Regions from separate parts of the Mus musculus genome. Here regions 2, 3, 4, 5, 6 and 7 are each linked to region 1. The links are chromatin contacts, called in public HiChIP or PLAC-seq and promoter capture Hi-C maps. All regions are on one chromosome and are shown on one strand. The core of a region is the stretch at or near the end of the contact, and the rest is flanking DNA. Distances in the headings are between cores, read along the strand shown. Region 1 holds the start of Maf (avian musculoaponeurotic fibrosarcoma oncogene homolog). Region 2 overlaps Wwox (WW domain-containing oxidoreductase). Region 3 overlaps Wwox (WW domain-containing oxidoreductase). Region 4 overlaps Wwox (WW domain-containing oxidoreductase). Region 5 overlaps Wwox (WW domain-containing oxidoreductase). Region 6 overlaps Wwox (WW domain-containing oxidoreductase). Region 7 overlaps Wwox (WW domain-containing oxidoreductase).

What was found. Promoter capture Hi-C pulls out the DNA fragments that hold promoters and counts their contacts. HiChIP or PLAC-seq counts read pairs in DNA pulled down with a chosen protein or histone mark.
Region 2: an H3K4me3 HiChIP or PLAC-seq map of neural tube shows a contact between it and region 1, with 5 times the contacts expected there. The contact joins the enhancer-like site here to the promoter of Maf in region 1. A contact is called at or near these places in 12 of 39 promoter capture datasets (the 3T3-L1 cell line, the C10 cell line, the HPC-7 cell line and 5 more), 1 of 15 datasets of contacts at CTCF or cohesin (large pre-B cells), 3 of 484 Hi-C or Micro-C datasets (all in uterus), 12 of 115 datasets of contacts at active chromatin or transcription factors (T-cell acute lymphoblastic leukemia, craniofacial prominence, embryonic forebrain and 9 more) and 1 of 9 other capture datasets (embryonic stem cells).
Region 3: a contact with region 1 is called in a promoter capture Hi-C map of liver, with 4 times the contacts expected there. The contact joins the enhancer-like site here to the promoter of Maf in region 1. A contact is called at or near these places in 15 of 39 promoter capture datasets (the 3T3-L1 cell line, 3T3-L1-derived adipocytes, the C10 cell line and 11 more), 2 of 15 datasets of contacts at CTCF or cohesin (large pre-B cells and stem cell-derived epiblast-like cells), 27 of 484 Hi-C or Micro-C datasets (the AML12 cell line, B cells, the C2C12 cell line and 21 more), 17 of 115 datasets of contacts at active chromatin or transcription factors (SST interneurons, T-cell acute lymphoblastic leukemia, VIP interneurons and 12 more) and 3 of 9 other capture datasets (embryonic stem cells, embryonic tail and embryonic trunk).
Region 4: a contact with region 1 is called in an H3K27ac HiChIP or PLAC-seq map of thymic regulatory T cells, with 18 times the contacts expected there. The contact joins the enhancer-like site here to the promoter of Maf in region 1. A contact is called at or near these places in 12 of 39 promoter capture datasets (the 3T3-L1 cell line, 3T3-L1-derived adipocytes, the C10 cell line and 6 more), 4 of 484 Hi-C or Micro-C datasets (CD4 T cells, LSK cells, bone marrow-derived macrophages and 1 more), 21 of 115 datasets of contacts at active chromatin or transcription factors (DN3 thymocytes, SST interneurons, T-cell acute lymphoblastic leukemia and 17 more) and 2 of 9 other capture datasets (embryonic stem cells and liver).
Region 5: a contact with region 1 is called in a promoter capture Hi-C map of 3T3-L1-derived adipocytes, with 5 times the contacts expected there. The contact joins the enhancer-like site here to the promoter of Maf in region 1. A contact is called at or near these places in 10 of 39 promoter capture datasets (the 3T3-L1 cell line, 3T3-L1-derived adipocytes, the HPC-7 cell line and 5 more), 1 of 484 Hi-C or Micro-C datasets (bone marrow-derived macrophages), 10 of 115 datasets of contacts at active chromatin or transcription factors (astrocytes, bone marrow-derived macrophages, embryonic forebrain and 7 more) and 2 of 9 other capture datasets (embryonic stem cells and liver).
Region 6: a contact with region 1 is called in a promoter capture Hi-C map of pre-B cells, with 7 times the contacts expected there. The contact joins the enhancer-like site here to the promoter of Maf in region 1. A contact is called at or near these places in 13 of 39 promoter capture datasets (the 3T3-L1 cell line, the C10 cell line, the HPC-7 cell line and 8 more), 1 of 15 datasets of contacts at CTCF or cohesin (large pre-B cells), 10 of 484 Hi-C or Micro-C datasets (B cells, CD4 T cells, CD8 T cells and 7 more), 16 of 115 datasets of contacts at active chromatin or transcription factors (T-cell acute lymphoblastic leukemia, VIP interneurons, bone marrow-derived macrophages and 12 more) and 2 of 9 other capture datasets (embryonic stem cells and liver).
Region 7: a contact with region 1 is called in a promoter capture Hi-C map of trophoblast stem cells, with 7 times the contacts expected there. The contact joins the enhancer-like site here to the promoter of Maf in region 1. A contact is called at or near these places in 5 of 39 promoter capture datasets (cranial neural crest, embryonic stem cells, liver and 2 more), 1 of 484 Hi-C or Micro-C datasets (bone marrow-derived macrophages), 13 of 115 datasets of contacts at active chromatin or transcription factors (T-cell acute lymphoblastic leukemia, bone marrow-derived macrophages, embryonic basal ganglia and 9 more) and 2 of 9 other capture datasets (embryonic stem cells and liver).

What each region holds. Positions count from the first base shown.
Region 1 is chr8:115,705,571-115,708,173 of GRCm38.p6, forward strand. It overlaps Maf (avian musculoaponeurotic fibrosarcoma oncogene homolog), which reads right to left and starts at 1,324. Exons shown (of 1, transcript NM_001025577.2): 1 at 1-1,324. The coding sequence starts at 1,293. The coding sequence ends at 181.
Region 2 is chr8:114,715,726-114,718,328 of GRCm38.p6, forward strand. All of the region lies in intron 8 of Wwox (WW domain-containing oxidoreductase), which reads left to right. Among named protein-coding and RNA genes, the nearest start is that of Gm16118, 8.9 kb to the left of the region's middle. Within about 2 kb of position 1,311, at least 16 of the 459 cell types and tissues checked have an H3K27ac peak or open chromatin away from gene starts, as enhancers often do. A contact at or near this core is called in embryonic limb bud and neural tube, where this site is marked.
Region 3 is chr8:114,750,612-114,753,214 of GRCm38.p6, forward strand. All of the region lies in intron 8 of Wwox (WW domain-containing oxidoreductase), which reads left to right. Among named protein-coding and RNA genes, the nearest start is that of Gm16118, 44 kb to the left of the region's middle. Within about 2 kb of position 1,315, at least 8 of the 459 cell types and tissues checked have an H3K27ac peak or open chromatin away from gene starts, as enhancers often do. A contact at or near this core is called in liver, where this site is marked.
Region 4 is chr8:114,800,320-114,802,922 of GRCm38.p6, forward strand. The region is part of intron 8 of Wwox (WW domain-containing oxidoreductase); the gene reads left to right. Among named protein-coding and RNA genes, the nearest start is that of Gm16118, 94 kb to the left of the region's middle. Within about 2 kb of position 1,317, at least 38 of the 459 cell types and tissues checked have an H3K27ac peak or open chromatin away from gene starts, as enhancers often do. A contact at or near this core is called in DN3 thymocytes, T-cell acute lymphoblastic leukemia, memory CD8 T cells and 2 more, where this site is marked.
Region 5 is chr8:114,848,201-114,850,803 of GRCm38.p6, forward strand. The region is part of intron 8 of Wwox (WW domain-containing oxidoreductase); the gene reads left to right. Among named protein-coding and RNA genes, the nearest start is that of Gm39257, 110 kb to the right of the region's middle. Within about 2 kb of position 1,306, at least 11 of the 459 cell types and tissues checked have an H3K27ac peak or open chromatin away from gene starts, as enhancers often do. A contact at or near this core is called in 3T3-L1-derived adipocytes, where this site is marked.
Region 6 is chr8:114,881,023-114,883,625 of GRCm38.p6, forward strand. All of the region lies in intron 8 of Wwox (WW domain-containing oxidoreductase), which reads left to right. Among named protein-coding and RNA genes, the nearest start is that of Gm39257, 79 kb to the right of the region's middle. Within about 2 kb of position 1,284, at least 79 of the 459 cell types and tissues checked have an H3K27ac peak or open chromatin away from gene starts, as enhancers often do. A contact at or near this core is called in B cells, CD8 T cells, the HPC-7 cell line and 4 more, where this site is marked.
Region 7 is chr8:114,909,520-114,912,122 of GRCm38.p6, forward strand. The region is part of intron 8 of Wwox (WW domain-containing oxidoreductase); the gene reads left to right. Among named protein-coding and RNA genes, the nearest start is that of Gm39257, 50 kb to the right of the region's middle. Within about 2 kb of position 1,277, at least 15 of the 459 cell types and tissues checked have an H3K27ac peak or open chromatin away from gene starts, as enhancers often do. A contact at or near this core is called in trophoblast stem cells, where this site is marked.

The DNA of each region.
Region 1 (2,603 bases), core at 74-2,573:
GTGTGTGTGTGTGTGTGTGTGTGTGTGTGTGTCTGTTCAGGGCCAAGGGGAGCAAACTCGCCAGGGGAGGGGGCGAGGTGGTGGCCGAGCGAGCTTGGCCCTGCAACTAGCAAGCCCACTCAGGAGCGGGACCCCCACGGAGCATTTAACAAGGTGGCTAGCTGGGATCGCGTGTCACACTCACATGAAAAATTCGGGAGAGGAAGGGTTGTCGCTGCTCGAGCCGTTTTCTCGGAAGCCGTTGCTCACCAGCTTCTCGTATTTCTCCTTGTAGGCGTCCCTTTCGCGCACCAGCCTGGAGATCTCCTGCTTGAGGTGGTCTACCTGCTGCAGCAGCTGGTTCTTCTCCGACTCCAGGACGTGTCTCTGCTGCACCCTCTTGAAGCGGCAGGACTGGGCATAGCCGCGGTTTTTCAGGGTCCGCCTCTTCTGCTTCAGTCGGATCACCTCCTCCTTGCTGACCCCGCGCAGCTGCCGGTTCAGCTCGCGCACCGACATGGTCACCAACTGCTCGTCCGAGAAGCGGTCGTCGAAGTGCAGGCCGCCCGCGGCATGGTGCGGGTGCAGGGCGCCCCCCGCCCCCGCCGTGCCCCCGCCGCCGCCTCCGCCGCCGCCGCCCCCGGCGCTGGCCGGGCCACCGCCGCCCGCGCCACCCGCGCCGCTCGCAGAGGCAGACGCGCCGCCCGCGGCTCCCGGGGCGCCGGCCGTCGGATGGTGGTGGTGCCCCGCGGCGTGGTGGTGGTGGTGATGGTAGTGGGGTGCCGCGCCGCTCTGCGCGGCGGCCGCGGCGATCACGGCGGACACCACGGCGGCGGCGGGGCCCATCTCCTCGCCGCTGCCGCCCAGGGAGGCGCCGGCGCCGGCCCCCGCTGCCGCGGCCAGCTGCTGCGCTCCCCGCGCATAGCCATCGAAGCCACCCTGGAGCTGGTGGCTGTTGCTGATGAGCGCCTCGACCGCGTCCTCCGGGCTGAAGCCCAGCGCCTCCGGGTTGAGCTGCTGCGGGTAGCCGGTCATCCAGTAGTAGTCTTCCAGGTGCGCCTTCTGTTCGCTGCCCGAGCCCGGGCTGGGCGCCGAGAAGCTGGGGGACGGGGGCACCGAGCTGCAGGGCGTGCTCATGGGGGTGGAGGACAGCGAGCCCCCGGCGATGAGACGGCCGCACTGGCTGATGATGCGGTCGGTCTCCACCGGTTCCTTTTTCACTTCAAACTTCATCAGATCGAAGTCATTAACATATTCCATGGCCAGGGGACTGGTGGGCAGGTCGGAATTGTTCATTGCCAGTTCTGAAGCCATCCTCCTGCCTCCGCCGCCACCGCCGCCGCCGCTCCGCCAGATGGGCTGCAGGAGAGGGGCCAGCGGGCTGTGCTGGGTGGCCAGCGGGTGAGCCAGCTTGCCGGGCTAGGGCGCTTCTAGCTTGCGCGGCGGTGGCTGTGGCCCGAAAGCTCGAACGTGCACACACCCCCCGCCCTGCCCGCAGCCCCCCGCGCCCGCCCTCCCTCCCCCTGCTCACGCCAATGTGCTCTCTCTCTTTCTCTCTCTTGCTCTCTCGCTCTCTCTCCTCCGCTCGCCCCGGGCCCCCTCCTCGCCTGCTCGCCTCCCTGAGCTCCGATCCCGGGCGCTTCAGGCTCGGGAAGGTCCTCCGCGGCTGGCGGTGACGGTGGTGATGACAGCGGCAGAGAGGATGCCGGAGGAGCACGGCCCGGTGCGCGGCGTCCCCGGCTCGCCGCTCCGCTGCGCGCTTTGCATAAGGAGGGCTCGCCTAAGCCGGCCGGGCTGCAGGCGGGGCGCGCGCGGAGGCTGCTCCGGGGCTGTGTGGCGCGGCGGGTGGCTGTCCCGGAGGCGCCGGCCTCCACACCGGAGTGGTTAACACTTCACGCTTCTCTCCTCTTCTGCCTGGCTCTTATGGTTACTATTATTATTTTCTTTTCTCTCTCCGGATCCCTCGCGTGCGCGCGCTCTCTCTCTCTCTCTCTCTCTCTCTCACCCTCTCCCTCCGTGCAAAGTGCAAGACCGAGGTGCAGGCCGGCTGGAGGCAAGGGAGGGGGGAGTTAAGTTCTTTCTTCCCCCACTTTTTTTCTTTTGGTTTTGGTTTTTCTTTTCTTTTCTTTTTTTCTTTCTTATTATTTTTTTAAAGCAAAATTGCAAGTCCTGGGCCAAGGCAAAGCCGAGAGCAAAAGGGTTGGGGGGAGAGGCCGAGCGGACGAGCAGCCCGAGCTACAGCTCCAAGATGAAAAGAGATTTTAAAGCCTCTGATCCCAGCGAGAAGAGTTTAAAGCAATTGCTGAGTTTTATAGCACCCGTGACGTCAGGCTCAAATGGGAAATTGACTGGCACTCTCCGCCAATGGGAGGCGGCGAGAGCGGCAGCGATTAGCATAATAGTATAGAAACAAGGAAACTTTTCGGAGCTGTCAATCACAGCCCAATCAGCTGACTGTCAGCTGGGACAGGTTTGCTTAACCCTTGCGGCGCTGCTACTGGGGCGCAGCCAGGGAGCAACACCCCCCACCACCGGCCGGTGCGAAGTTTAGTGCACCAGGGGACAGAGTTTACTAAAAGGGCGGCTGGAATCCGGTAGGACCCGGGAGGATGGTTTGCTTTCCT
Region 2 (2,603 bases), core at 61-2,560, 990 kb before region 1:
TTTTACAGTTATACGTTTCTAATTGTTGCTGTAAATGCATTATCACTTTGAAATTAATTAATTTTTGCATTTGGGCATCCTGCAGTATAATAATCACTAATGAGAAACTCACGGGGACTAATTCTTAGCACAGTGCCCCCTACCGGCAAGGTCATGTCTCTGCCGCCCTCTTCCTCCAGAGGGCCACAGGACAAGTGTCCTAGGAGTTCTGGGAGAGGTGATTATTCCTCCCGCCTCGAATTTATGATAACATAAAAAGAATGAGCAAAATGGAAATACGCTGTTTTAAATGTTGTTTAAACCAAGATTTTTTTTTTTTACCAGTAGCAGTCCCTAAAATGTCTTAAAGGAAACCAAAGTTTGCTGAGAGTGTTCGCATGATGAAGTCACATCACCAAGGAGTTTTGTGTTGACACCTCTGCCTCTAAACTGCGTTTTATGTATAGTAATGTGTGTGCCAGATGTTAGCATACATGATACGGCAAGGTGTGCAAATGACATCATATCAGTATAAACCTGACCTGTGCTGTTACCTAACGGCGTAAGAGATTTACCAGGGTGGTTATGGCTATTGGTGTGTGCTGTCTCGTTTGAGAGCTTCGAAGCTCTCAGCTGAGGGGCACCTTGGCAACTTGCACCTGACCTCGAGACACCTCAGGTATCTATCTGCCTGTTTTATTTTTCCCTCACAACACTTCTGCAGGGTCAGAATGAATTGCATCTGTGCCAGGAAAAGCCTACCTAGCCTGTTCAAGAAAATGCCATCCTCGCCTCCAGAGCCTTCGCCAACTCCTTCCAGCTCCATTTCCTTAGTCAAACACACCGTAGCGCCCCTGCCATGTGTGTCTGATTGTGTCGTTATGTTTCCTCTTTAAAGCATTTGACAGCACCTTCTTGACCCACTCCCCTCTTTTTTTTTCCACATTAGTTTTGAACGCTGGTAAACAACCTCCTTGCCAGAGGTCTCAGGGCCAAGCCAGCCCTCTATGGCTCCGAGTGTAAATTTCAAGTTGAGCACAGTCACGTGCCTTGAAGGGTGTTTGGAGCAACCAAATATTTGTGTTGGCAGGTAACTGTCGGAAAGAATATCATGTGTTGGGGTAACAAGAGCTTAGCAGATGTTTTAGGGAACTGTGTTTTCATATCAGTTCACTTTTTTTTTTTAAAATGGCTTGAGTTTGTAGATCTTCTGAAAGGATTGGGTTTCTCTTCCTGTAGCCATGAAAAGGCTGCCATTGTAAGGAGCCCTAACAGATGTGTGGCTACCCGGCTAATGGATGGGCCTGCAATGCTAGGTCCCGTTGCAGAGCTATAAATTACAAGCAGAGAAAGCACAACATAGCGTTCTCCTAACCTTACGCAGTGCCAAGCTGGGTAACTCTGCCCTTGGATAACCCGCGGCCTGGTGATTTATAGTCGTACAACTTTAAAGCATAATGAAGGGCCTAATAAATGTTGATTTGTTCTTTAAATTACTATTTTTAACAAAATACATCCCTCAAAGGCCTGTAGCTGGCTACTCTGAAGGTGCATTCAAGGACCCACCTCATGTCTGAATCCTTATTGGTATATTGGCGTGCCCCATACAAGGAGAGACAGGACTAACAGGGACTTTCCAGTTTCTCTCTCTCTCTCTCTCTCTCTCTCTCTCTCTCTCTCTCTCTCTCTCCCTCCCTCCCTCCCTCCCTCCCTCCCTCCCTCCCTCTCTCTCTCTCTCTCTCTCTCTTTCTTTCTTTCTTTCTTTCTTTCTTTCTTTCTTTTTTTCTTTCTTTCTTTCTTTCTTTCTTTCTTTCTTTCTTTCTTTCTTTCTTTTCAGTTGAGAAAAGAAAACACACCCTGCAACATGGAAACCCATATTCCTTGTTGATCACAGTATTTTGAGCCTTCCAAGCATGGGTGGAATTCGCTGATTTCTGTGTTCCCCCAAGCCGAGGTATGGCAGGAAAGTAGACTTTGGGGACCTCTGCGGCCGGGCCACACATGAGCTTTCTCACCACGGCTTCTCCAGAGGCTCAGCTCTCCTCTTACAGAGGGCTACCTCCCTGCAGCCTTCTTACCTGAAGGTGATCATTATTAGCTTAGGGCTCATTAGTCAGCTTTCCATTCTGCCCAGAGCTTTAAAGTGTGTGGCGTTTGCTTAGTCCCAAGGCCCGGGCATGTGGCGGGTTTCACAAGAGCCAAGAACTTGGAATCTTTAGGCAGTTGTTTTAAAGTTTCGTTCCCCTGCTTCTCTTCAGTCGTTTTGTAATAATTCAACCTGCCTTGGGTCAAATGTCTGTATCCGTGCGGTGACTATGAGCTGTGAGCTCCTAATTCACATGGAAAGATGGTTGGAATAAGATCTAGGGGGTCTTCTTTAATTTTTTTCGTAGATTCTGTAACCCTGAGGCATCCAGAGGTATGCTTGGTCCCTCAAGTGGGAAGTGCCTTTCAAGGCTGTCTCGGCTTTCACTTCATGCTTCCGAAGTGGCTGCAGGAGTGGTGATCACTGCGTCCTGAACACATTCTGAAAGCAAAGTGGGGCCGTATCATTCTCCACCCCTTAGCTCTTTCTCCATAAGAAGAGGATTCTGACTCTGAGCTGCTCTGTGAGTCATCTTTCC
Region 3 (2,603 bases), core at 65-2,564, 950 kb before region 1:
TCCATGTCTCCTGGCCTGGTTCACGCTGAGCCAGCCAACATCTGCATTTCTGATAACAGTTTGCTTCCTTATGCTTTTTGAGGGCACTTTTAAAAAGCTCCACAGAGTAATTTGCAAGCATGTCCTTCACCATGCTGTTTCTCAGAAGTGGTGACCTGGGGGACAGGAGACCTCTGCCCGTGTGGCATGGGACAATGGATATTCTGCCACTTCGTACCCCACAATGTCACAATCCCACCTACAAAGAAGAGGTCGAAAAACTTCACTCATGTTCTTGCTCGGCATCAAATAACTTTTTAATAACCAACACTCCCTGAATATTTATCCCTGTATCAAGTGCTTTTAAGTTTTTTTAAGTTGCAAATAATAGTATTGCTGTACACTTGTAAGCAAGGAAATTAAGTTTCAGGGAGGTCTGATGGCCAGCTGGATGTCACACCATTGGTAAATGACAGACTGCCTGCCAGCACCAACACACTTCCCGGGACTGTGTTGTATCTCTCTCTCTCTCTCTCTCTCTCTCTCTCTCTCTCTCTCTCTCTCTCTCTCTCTCTCTCTCTCTCTCTCTCTTTGTGGATGGGGTGGGGAGGACCCATCTTGTTCATCCATATCCTGAATCTATCAAGAGTGCCAGGTACACAGAAGATCCATGATACGGTCTCAGTAAAGAAGGGAAGTCATAACTATACATGTGGTCAAGTTATTTCCAGAGATGGGGGCGGGTGTCTTAAGTCTGCAGGGAATGAAGCTTACGCGTGTTGGGGACCACTTTATAAAAATAGCACCTAGAAGTGCGTCTCCCTGCGTGGGAAGGGCTTCGCATTCAGCTTCATGTTTAGTAGCTCAAAGGTTGAGCTCTATAGTGCAAAACCAACCTGTAGGTGCTTTAAACAATCCCAATGAAAAGATCCGGCTTCTTCCCTTTCTCTCCAGACCTTCAAATGGGAAAGGCATTTTGGAATTCCTTTGAGTTTGCTGTCGAAGCTTAAGGGAACAATAGTCTGTGTTGACTCTTTGAAATGGATTTATCCTGAAGAGCATGACATAGTAGTTTCTGCCTTCCGGGAGAGAAGCCAGCTCCACGGGAAGAGGGGCCTCTGTGTTGAGCAATGCTCACCCCAAAAGTTTTGTCCAGTATCGGGGACTCCCTCAAGGTTTACTTTTTTGTTTAAAGTGGGTAGAATTCCTCCTCTCCCCTTTTGGGTAGTTTTTTTTTTTTAATGGTCTTTAGCAACTGAAGTAAGTGACAGTGGTCAGTGGAGGCGGACAGTAAGATTTATAATGTATTTGTGCTAGCTGATTGCCAACTGAACCGGTCTTTCCCAGCGGTGCTGTACGCAGACTTGGAAAATCAATAGGGATTAACCTCTGACCCACTGCACATACTTATACTGTGGCTGCATCGCTTACCAATATTTCATCTGTTTCACTTAGCCGCTGTTACTTATTCAATAACGTGTGGCCGATCGCACAAGATACTAATTAATTTTTTAAAATGCACCATCGCTTGAAGCTCTGATGAAATAGCCCACCTTTGGAAATTAAGGCCCTTTTTGGTTTATTTATTAAACTCACATTAATTAGCCCTAATTTAAAAAAAAGTTATGGGACAGCATTATGATATAAAGGTTTGCTTTGTTACAAAACTCGCTGTGGTTGGTTGGCACCAGGGGAGATGTCTGGCTGGAGAAGAGCAGGTGTCCCTTGACTGTGCTGGAAGATGGCTCCCGTTCAGTAAAATTTGCTGGTCCTACTTTTTGAGCATACTTTTTTTTTCCTTTCCCATTAAAGGGACAGCTATAGATAAACAGACAGTGACATGAGCCCAAGGCTTCATTACTTTAAAGAATCAACATCACTGTCAATGCATGGTGCCTGTGTGCTCACCGGTCTGCACCTGTGTGTGTTTCTGGTATGAACTGCTTTTAATTTGTCACAGCAACAAAATTTGCAGTGATATAATTTTGTAATCTTTTCCCTTTAATCTTTGGCATATGTTAAAGTATTGTGCATCTGTCTTCAAATTGAAAGTATTGTATGTTTTCTTCATTCTTCCTCTAAGACTCTTTTGTTTGCGTTTTTTTTTTGTTTTTTTTTTTGTTTTTTTTTTTTTTTTTTTTGTTTTTTTGCTAGTGTGCTTACCCCCCCAGAGTTTACTTACAGTTTGTTATTGATCCGGCAGCTGGAGTTTGAATTGGTCGATGCGCTCTGTAACTTGTTTAAGATACCCTACCTGAGCTATTAGCTTAAATAATGTATTCATAAATTGATTAATCATTACAGTAAAACTTATTAGCCGCATTTATATCTGCGTGTTACCCACAATTGACTTGTAGTCTAATCATCGCGGGTGCTTAAGCAGAGGCTGGGTCCACATTACAATTTAATAATAATCAGGCTGGGAAACAATGGTGTTTGCATGGAGACCGAGAGCGGATGCAGGCTGAGCTCCCGGGGGCAGCTTCTCACCTTCCCATCAGTCTCCTGCCGAAAACGAGCTGCAGGGAATAGACCCGAGATCCTCAGGAGCAAGTGACTGTGCTCACAATGGCCATTCTATTCTGAAAGCCGCGTTCTTGAGCGTGAAGTGAAGGAAGACTGTC
Region 4 (2,603 bases), core at 67-2,566, 910 kb before region 1:
TGAGATGTCATTTTGCCAAATGTTCATTAGAGCTGATGCTTGCTCTAGGTGTCAAACCAGGGAACAGGAATGTGGCTGTGGCTGTGGCTGCATGTGGTGGCTGCACTCGGGGCTGCTTTATAGTAGTCCCTTCCTATGCACTGTGTTTCCTCTGAGTCTTCTAAGCATTTCCTTGTTTTACAAAGTGGAGGGCTTTTTTTTTTTTTTATAAGATGTGTACTCCTCACTGTTAAGTATAGCTATCTATTGAATTGAAGGAGTGTAGATAAAATGAAAAATTTCAAAACATTTATTTTATTCTCAAGGATGTATAAATCTGTGTGTGGGTATGTGCGTGTAAGTGCATAGGTAGCCATGGAAGCCAGAAGTAAATACATGCCCTGAAGCTGGAGTTACAGGCAGTGGATGCTAGTTACTAAATCAATGCCCCATCTCTCCAGCCCCTTAATTTAAACTTTTGAAGGGCATTAAGACTATTCAGGGAAGGGCTGGTGGGATGGCTTAGTGGAGCCTGCTGGCAATCCAGATGGCCTGAGTTCAGTCCCTGGGACCCACATGTGTGAAGAACCAAGTCCTACAAGTTGTCCTCTGACCTCCCTGAATATGTGAGTGTGGTTCGTGTGTATATGTACACAGACACACACTCTAAATTAAGAGAGATATTCAGAGAAGTAACATATATTAATAGTTTACATTTTGAATGTAAAAAGCAGTTTATGAAAATGCATGTACCACATTAAAATCATTATACTAATACACGTATATGCATAGTACAAGATTCTGAACTAAATACACATATATACACACAATATATGTAGTTATTTATATATATAAATATATGTGTGTATATATATTTGTGCACAGGTATGTATATACAGGCATGCGTAGAAAAAGCTGCAGAAAGAAACACATGAGGGTCAGAGAGATGGCTTAGAGCACTGACTGCTTTTCCAGAGGTCTCAGGTTTGATTCCCAGAACCTACATAATGGCTCATAACTGCTCATAATTCATGCATGTGGTGCAAAGACATATATGTGGGCAAAACACCCATGCACATAAAATAGATAAATTAATTAATTAATTAATTAATTACTAGATCAGTAAAGAAATTATTTTAAAACTGGAACAAAAGAAACCCAGCAAAATGTCTGTAGCCCCATAGGACGAACAACAATATGAACTAGCCAGTACCCCCCAGAGCTCCCAGGGACCAAAGCACACATGGTGGGACTCATGGCTCCAGCTGCATATGCAGCAGAGGATGGCCTAGTCCGACATCAATGGAAGGAGAGGCCCTTTGATCTATGAATGCTCTTTGCCCCAGAGTGTGGGGAAAGCTAGGGCCAGGAAGCAGGAATGGGTGTGGTGGTGAGCAGGAGGAGGGGGGAGGGGATGGGGACAGATGTTTTTCTGAGGGGAAACCAGGAAAGGGGATAACATTTGAAATGTAAATAAAGAAAATATCCAATAAAACAAATGTCTGTAGTTACCTAATGAACTTGGTCAGATAGACCCAGGTTCAAATCTGTCTCTATCACTCATTGCCCATGTGATGTGACGTCGACTCTGTGGTTTGACAGCATCCTGTTTTCCTTCTGTAAGGGGACAGTTAAAAAAAGAAACACTTGTCTCCCAGGGATACACGTCACTGGCCTATGTACACGTATGGCACCTGAATGTGCCAGGCTAGAGTTTAGCTAGAGCTTTTCCTGTGCCCTTCCTTTGTCCTTCGCTCCTCCCACTGGAAGCAAGGGTTACTTTTATAATATGAAAAATGAATGTAGACTTAGCCAAGGGCTGGTGAGCCTATTTCCATGGTCTGGTATCTTGCTTGACACCAGAGGGTGTCTCCAAATGGAGGATTCTCGTGATGGGAATTGGGCAGAGCTAGTCTTCAATCCAGATTTGATCCTGATGGGTTTCCTCACATCATCCCTCCTAGACCTCCCGAGCTCCCACAGACACCAATTGTAAAAGAGCAGACATCACCTGCCAAAGACACTCACTTGACGATGCTTGATCTCCTGGGACCTAGCTGTGGAAACTCGAATGAAGAGGGGAACCTGACTCTGTAGGGCGTGATAGGGCCTGTGTTCCTCCGGCTGGAAAGATGAAGAATATCACAAGGAATCTGAATGAAGGAGAAGAAAGGCGTTCTGCACAGTACCACAGTGGATGTTGCCAGGTCTAAACTCACTCTCTCGCTCATTCAGCCTTTGAATTTTGGTAGGAATCCTTAGAGTCCAAGCACTCAGGAAAACCATGTTGCTTGCAATTGTCATGGAGCAAAACTGAGGTAGCAAAAGCCCGTCTGCAAAGGTGGAAATTTGCCTTGGAGTTGGACCTTGGCAGAAGGCTACATGAGGCCTTAGGTAATCCAAAAGGCAGGTGTATGCCCAGTTTTTGGTTTTTGGTTTTTATTTTTTATAAAAGACTCAGCAATACTTTGTGAGTAAATGGTTCCTACATCAACCTTCTAAACTGGCATGATGTCAAATGATAATTCAGGGAAGGCATTTCTACAGGAAGCAGAGATAATAAGCCCCGAGTGCTTTTGTTTTCTGCCTTTGTTTCTTAATGCAGGGAAAACCTTCAGCCTCCC
Region 5 (2,603 bases), core at 56-2,555, 860 kb before region 1:
TTATACATGTGTGTGTACTTACATACACATGGAAGCTATACCACAAGATCACCTTTGGTATTGTACATTCCCCCCCCCCCCATTGGCCCAGAGTTCACCAAGTAGCTGATCAGTAAGCCCCCGGAAGCTGCCTATCTCTGACTCCCTGATGCAGGAGTAATAAGCAAGAAGCCATGCAAGATTTCTTTTAGGCATCAGTTCTGGAGATTACACTCAAGTCAGCTTTACCAACTCAGTTGTCTCCCCAGCCTTCATTGGTACCTTGCGTGGGACATCTTTCTCACATGGAGCTTGATCGCAAGAGCTCACTCATATCCCTGTTTGCTCTCATGGCAGCCGAGGCCTCAGGAATTGCAGCTAGTTGCTTGGACAGTTGGAGTTCGGCAGAGTTAGTATTTTGCTTCCAACGCTCGTTGGATCCCTAAGTCAACATCCAGGTCCTGCTTGGTGGTTCTCAGACACTACTCCACGTTTGGACAATATTAGATCGCCCAATAGCGTGGACACCGGATGCAACCGGAAAGCTATGCTCAGCCAGGTTTCAGTGGTTGCTGATGACAATTTCTCCTCTTTCCCAATGCAGAGATCAAGACAAAAATGTAAATCATCTCCAATTAGGGGGCTGCGGTTGAAATGTTCCCCCTTTGAGGAAGACAGGAAAATTCTCGGCCTGTCTGGCTTTATCTGTGAACCGACGGGATCTCTCAGGGGCTTTAAATTAATCAATCAATCCAAAGACATTGAACTGAATCTCTACCTCTAGTCTGGTACTTTGAGATGTGTTTTAAATGAAAAGGAAGCAAAGGGCTGGCTGCCTTGCTCCCCGCATAGCCCAAGGCTGCCTGCCCTGGCTGGGGAATTGCCAGTCAGTTCAATCACACAGCCGCTCTGACCGGTGTTTTTCACTAAACTGACCCCAGTTGTGTGTAGACACGGTCTCCAGAGAGGGACATCACCTCCTTCCCAGCCCTCACCATCTAATCGTCCCTGACACAAGTCTTACCAGAAATGCAGCAAAACCCAGCCCTGTCAATGACCATTACCTGCTCCTGAGTGTCAGAAGAGCACCTTGAGACAGGTGCACAAGGGCACGTCCCTAGACATCTGTGTTAGGAAGTGCCCAGTGTAGACAGTGAGGCAGGGGCCACTGAGTCTCCGTAGTAACGGGGAGGATGCTGAAACTTCTTAAGGGGGCCTCGGTCCACGAGTGTTCTCAGAATAATGTCCATCCCCAGGAAAAAACTGGCTGTGCGTGACAGCTGCTGAACGGCGGCGACGTAGCAGTCTCCTGGAGGTCACTCTATAAGTGGGTCAAAGAAGTTGGATATTGGGTTCCCAGGCAAGGGTTACAGCTGCAGCTCCAGCCCCGTGTTGCTGTAGTTGCTGTGTTAGGAAAGAAATGTTGAGCAGAGGTTACATCTCAGTGCTGGGGCATGTTCTTAGAATCTGCAGGGCCCTGGGTTGAAGAAGGGAGAGAGGGAGAGAGCTTGGGAAGGCAGCCTGTCTCCTAGGCTCAGGATTTGCATGTGACGTCCGCCCACTTTAATACCGGCCTCTCATTTGTTCCTGTTTCTTGCTTCATATTTATTTGTTTGCTTCATTTCTTTTGTGTGCCTGTGCACACGAATGGAGGTCAGAGGACAGAGTGCAAGGGTGGGTTCTCTTAGTGAGGCGGGGTCTGTCAGTCTCCAGTTTCTGTTTCTGCTAGAGCTCCTAGATAATCCAGTTTCTGCCTCTCATCTGTCCCCCATGTCCCCTTAGAGGTGGTAGGATTACAGATGTGTGCAGGATTACAGATGTGTGCTCCCACACCCAGATTTCTGTGCGGCTTCTGGGGATAGAACTCAGGCTGTCAGTTCTGAGCCACACTCACTTTTGCATGCCAAACCATCTCAGCAGCCCCTGACTTCATTATTTTCAGCCCTGCAGAGGCCAAAAGTCTATGCTCCCGGAAGGAAAGACAGGGGCAAAAGGGCAGCAGGTGACCTCCCCTAGGGACCAGCACCTTCATTTTGTTTAGGCAAGGTCTAAAGAGGGGGCGGAGAATCTGCAGTATCCATGCAGCTAGTCTGTCCACTCTCTCTGTGCAGCGACTCCATGGAGTTGACCTACAAAGAATGAGGACCTTCAAAGAATAAATCGCTGTGGGGTACTATGAGCCTCTCTCTGGTGTTTTGGGGAGGAGTCTGTCCTGCCTTGAAGCCATCACAGTGCTGGGGGGGAGGGGGAGGGGGCGGGGGCGGGGAGGGACGGGTATAGGCTGCCGTGGGCAGACTTGGGGATAGAGAAGGACATGCTTCTAGAATCTCCACTGGATGTGACCATCAGCCTCGCTGTGTGGGTGTTCAGGTCATTCAGTTTCTGCTGAATACATAGGAAATAGATGTGAAGGCTCCCACTTGACAGATCAGGCAATCAGGACTTGGGGAATTACCATAGACAGCCACTGCCTTCTGCCACTCTAAGCAGAGGGATGGGCGGAGCCTCTCTGAATCCCGCCTACCCTCTCCGCCTTTGAGACTGGACCACCTAATATCCACCTCCTAGTTTTCAACAGATGGGAACTGAGCCCTTCTCCTCTTGGGAATTAGAAAAAAGGCGGG
Region 6 (2,603 bases), core at 34-2,533, 820 kb before region 1:
TGTTCTTTGGAATAAACAGGCTCCCGATTCAATGATGTTTTGCTTCTGTGGTTTCTTTCTCTTCCTGTTAGAAAATGTGGTGGCTGCTCCCCACCCCCCACCCCCACCTCCCCCACCCCTCACCCGATCACCCCAGCTCCTTTTGCTTACTGGAAGGGAACCTCTTTACTCCTGCTCTGAGACTCCCTTTAACCTTTCTGATTAATGGAAACTGGGGAAACAGTGGTTGACATCCAGAACCCAAGGGTGGTGTGGCTGTAAGGGCAGCATAGGGAGGTGCGGATAGGAGGCTCAGAGGGATCATGGGCAGCCAGCCTAGCCTACTAGACAAGTTAAAAGCCAGCGAGAGACCCTGTCTCAGAAGAAAAAGGAGGCTCATGGCCTGAGAATGAGCACCAAAGATTGACCTCTGACCTCCACATGCATGTGCATAGACGTTCACATGCACCGGCACTTGTGCACACACACACAAACATTCTTACACACAAAGACACACCGAAAAATGATAATTGGTGGATTTTTAAAAACTCCATATTTCTGAAATTCAAAGCATCCTTGCAAAATAAGTGCCCAACGACAGACGGTGACAAGAACAGGCCACTTAGCCTGGAAAGTAAAACGGGGAAGACATGCCCCACCCTCTCCACAGAAAAGGGTGCAGAAGGCCTTCAACCTCCAGGCCACCCTGTGATAACTGCTTCACGCAGTCAGAGCCAAGGCCTGGTCGGGGGCCCATTCTTCCTCTGGCCCTAGTTAGGTACCTACTGGGCTTGAGCTTACTCCCCTGGCCCTGAAGGGTACCGAGGAATGTGGGCTGACAGAAAGTGAATCACATGCCTTGAGTGCCTACCACTGCCACCAGATTCTACCTGATCCTCCTTGTTGCCCTATGGCGATCAGCCCCTTCCCCCTGATGGTGCAGGCAGGCTAGTCACCAGATTCCCTAAATGGAAGACTGGCTGCTTTCTAGAGCTTTTTTTCTTCTGCATGGGCAGAGGATTCCCTGTGGCCCAAGTGGACAGGGTGGAACAGGTGGCATCCAGCAGGCTCACCCAGTGCCTGTGTGGTATGTGGCTTCTCTCCAAGACACCTGCTCTGCTAATACACACACACACACACACACACACACACACACAGGCACGCTCGCTCTCCAGAGCTCTCCCACCACTCTCAAGCTCTCCTGATCCTTTACAGTAAACACCGCCCTCAGCATGTCTCCTCTAGACAGTTTCAAGATGAGGAAGGTGCCGTTTGTAGTCCCTATTAATAGATGGGCCACCTGCAGCTCTGAAGCTGGCTGGCAAGGGTGGAGTGACTTGCTGAAGGCCCCTGGTGGCTGGGGTTTGTCAGTGTCTGAGCCCAAGAGCTTGCTGGAGTCTGGCTTGCTTTTCTTGAATCTCGCTGCCTCCTCCTTATGACTCACTGTCCTTTCCCATCTTCCTTCCTTCCTTCCTTCCTTCCTTCCTTCCTTCCTTCCTTCCTTCCTTCCTTCCTTTCTTCCAGGGTTTTCTCCCAGGCAGGCAGCTTCAGAAAGGGACAGTCCTGCCGGCCTTGGGCTCTGATAAGATCTGTCTGGGCTGCCTTTGTCTGGGCTGTACCTGCCGTTTCCTGAATGGCCCTGTTAATTGCAATTGACTCTCACAGAATGCAGAGATTGGTGCCACTTGACACCAGATGGATGGCCATGACTTTTCCAGGTGCCCCAATGCAGGCTGGAGGGGAGAGGGGGGAGGGAGGAGGGGGGCAGGGCACTGGAGCGAATCCAGTTACAATAAAGTGCATCAGAACTGGAACTGGGCAGCTTTTTTGTTTCCTCTCTCTTCCTACTCACCGCCTCCATAGTGAAAGGACTGTAAAAGAACTCTGGAGTTCCTCTGGAGAGGTGGTGGAGAGTTAATTTCCTGCTGTAGCAGGCTTCTTGTCCTTTATCAGCTTCTAGCAGCCCTGGGCTAAATAGAAAACCCATTTTAGTGGTAGACAGACTGAGGCTGAAGAACCAGCCTGCTGTCCGATGTGCGTATTTGTTGTTTATTGGGTGGTACGGTGGGAGTGGAATAGGGACTGGGAACCGAGAGCCGGTTCAGCTGAGAGCCCCAAGGCCCCTGGAGGCCTTCTGTCGTCACCTGCTCCAACCCACGGAACTTCAGGCAGGGCATCAACGTGGCAGATGGGAGGCCCTGGTTCCAACAGTCCCCATAGATCATTTTGTAGGACCCTCCCATCAAATCTGTGGGGTCGGAATTATCCTGTCATTCTGTACATGAGAAAACCAAAGCTTGTGAAAGGTAATGTGTGTGTGTGTGTGTGTGTGTGTGTGTGTGTGTGTGTGTGTGTGTGAGAGAGAGAGAGAGAGAGAGAGAGAGAGCATACTCACATGATCCTGTTCAAGGTCACATGACGGTTCATTAGCAAACTGAGTAAACTCCTGTTAGTTCTAAGGACAGTTGCCCTGGGTTCCAGAAACACAGTGGTTTTCTCCGATTGAGCTGTGTGGTCAGGGCCAAGGCAGAGCAGGGACCTTATGGCCATTGGAAAAATCAAAAAAGAGGATTTTTTGGGTGTTTTTGTTTTTGAGGGGGGGGGGGATACATTGGGTTTCCTTC
Region 7 (2,603 bases), core at 27-2,526, 800 kb before region 1:
CTCAAAAACTTTAACCTCTGAGCCATCTTGCCAGGCAGCCCCCAGAGTCAAGAGTTTTCATCTAAATTTTCTCTAGCTTGGAGCAGTTCTTACAGACAAGGACTGTGCAGTAGTTATAAATGAAAGGCTGAAAAAAAGAAAAGAAAAGAAAGGAGAAGCAGCAGCCAGTTTCCATAGCCTTTATCTACTTCCATAAGGAGTGTTTACAGAAAACTCACCCTTGCAGAGGGGCATGCTTTCAGGGTTAATCTGATTTATCGGTTATTGATTTAACAAGTACTTTCCTGGACCGTGCCAAATTCCAGGCCGTGTTCTAAATACTTACAACTAGTAACTCATAGTCCCCTGTCACGTCTGTGTATCTTTTAAGTCAGCCAAGCAGGGTTTGTATGAAGTTTCCAAGAGATCCAGTGCTGATGCTCCTGAGATGGTTGGTTTAGTTAGATGGAGGGAGAGGAGGGAGGGAGGGAGGAGGGGGGAGAGGAAGAGGGAGTGGGTGGATAGTGTATGTGTGTGGAATTACGTTTTGGGGTTTGGGGTATCACCCCCCCCTTTTAACATGATTTTCTGATCATACATATGGCTTCCTTTCACTCGCTGTAAAATTCAGAAGGGAGCTGGAGACATAACTCAGGAGATAGCTTGCTTGGTGCGCCTGGAGCCTTGAGTTCATTCCCCAGCAACGCGTAAACCAGGTATGTGGTAGTACAGACACTTAGACTCCCATAACTCAGGAGCTGGAGGCAGGAAGTTCAGGGTAATCTTCAGCTACTTTGAGACCTTGAGCCAAGCCTTGGCCTTGGGCGGCCATATGCAAGAGAAAACAAAGGAAGGAAGGAAGAAAAGATAAAATGTAAAAGATATTTAAAAAAAAAAAAAAAAAGTAAAGTACTAAAAAAAAAAAAACCTTTTTTTAGGGCGGTAGCTCAGCTGGGAAAGCCCGCTTGCAAGCTTGCAAGCTCTTGCTCAGAGGCTCAGAGCCCTTGTAAAAAGCCAGGCCACCGTTGTACCTTATCAGAATTCCTGAGCTCCTATAGGAAGCTGGAGGGAAAGGCAGGTGAATCCAGGAAGGGCCAGGTAGCCTGAGGACACGCAGCGGGAAGGGAGCTGGAGATCGTGTTGGGAACAAGGGAAGGCCCTATACCCAGCTTGTCCCCTGACCCCTGTGTACTGTAGCACACTTGGATTCACACTCACACACTTGGGCCCGCACTCTCGCACACTGTGCTGGTGTATATACACGCCACCACGGCCCTTTCTCAAAGAACTCAAAATCCTAACACGGGGACCATTCATCCATCTCAAAAGGCTGCCAGAGAGAGAGAGAGAGAGAGAGAGAGAGAGAGAGTAAAGAATCTGGTTATAAGAGGATTTTCTCCACTTCGTTCCATTTAAAGTTTTACAACAACAGGGCCACTGAATATTAGGGAAAGATGGTGGTTTGGTTTCATGAGGCCAGTATCTTTTTTTTTTTTTAATGTGTACTATCTTATTCCATAAAGCTAGCATAGAGCCTATCTCCAAGTAGGAATTCCCCTGAATACTGAGGAGGAAATTAAGCCAATAAAAATTTTAAAAATTAGCATGCCACCATACCTAAAAGAAGAGCATCTCAGACCCTTGTCTGCCCCTATTACCAAGCTCACCCTCTCCCACTCGGAAGCGTGAAAGACTGTCCACTCTGCTCTTGGGCATGCACTGTGCCCGTGACCCCCTGCTGCAGAAACCCAATGGCTTGGCGTGCAGAGCCCTCTCTGCCGAGGGTGGGCTCCGTCGCCGGTCGCTGGGAAGGCACATTGTTCGACTCCGAGAGCCCACAGTCTAAAATCATCATCATGCATTTTCATCAGGATGAAATATCGGGCGCTCTGCTCAGCGCAAGGTTTTATTAATGATGCGCTGTCAGGGCTGGACGTTCTGCATATTTGCATATTAAACAGCTGAGTGAAGAAACATTCCTTTTATTGCTGCAGGGAATAAATCAGTTTAAAGCAAGCTCTCATCATTTATACTCCTTTCGGCTAAGTCTTCTTTTATTGAAATAAATTGTTGAAGTGCTTTGCTCATTCTTCGAATACTGATGAAATTTACCTTGATAGGACCCGAGGAGAAATAATATTTCCTTAAAGGTGCAGTATTGTCCCACTTTTCCGCATTACTTTAATTCATTATTGATAAGTTAATTTAGAAATATCAAGCGGAAGGGACAGAAAAACAGGTCCGAACAAAGACTGTTTCCTCTGGTTGATGTTTGCCAATTGCACCTTTATTGGCAGAGCGCAATAAAAAGCAGCAGGGGCTCCAGAGAGGGGCTCAGGGCTGAACGCCTGCTGTTCACACAGAAGATCTGAGTTCCGGGCCCAACATATACAGCCACCTGTAACCCTCAACGCAGGGAACACAGTACCGTAACCACACATATGTCACACACGTGCAGACAAGCAGGTGCGCGTGTGTGTGTGCGAGCACACACACACACACACAAATAAAACGAAATAAAATTTTGAAAAAAGAAACAAACCTATTGTTTTTAATGCCTCTGTATGCCTTCTCTAAGGAGCTGTGAGTTGCTTTTATATTAAAATCTTGGTCTATCTCACCCT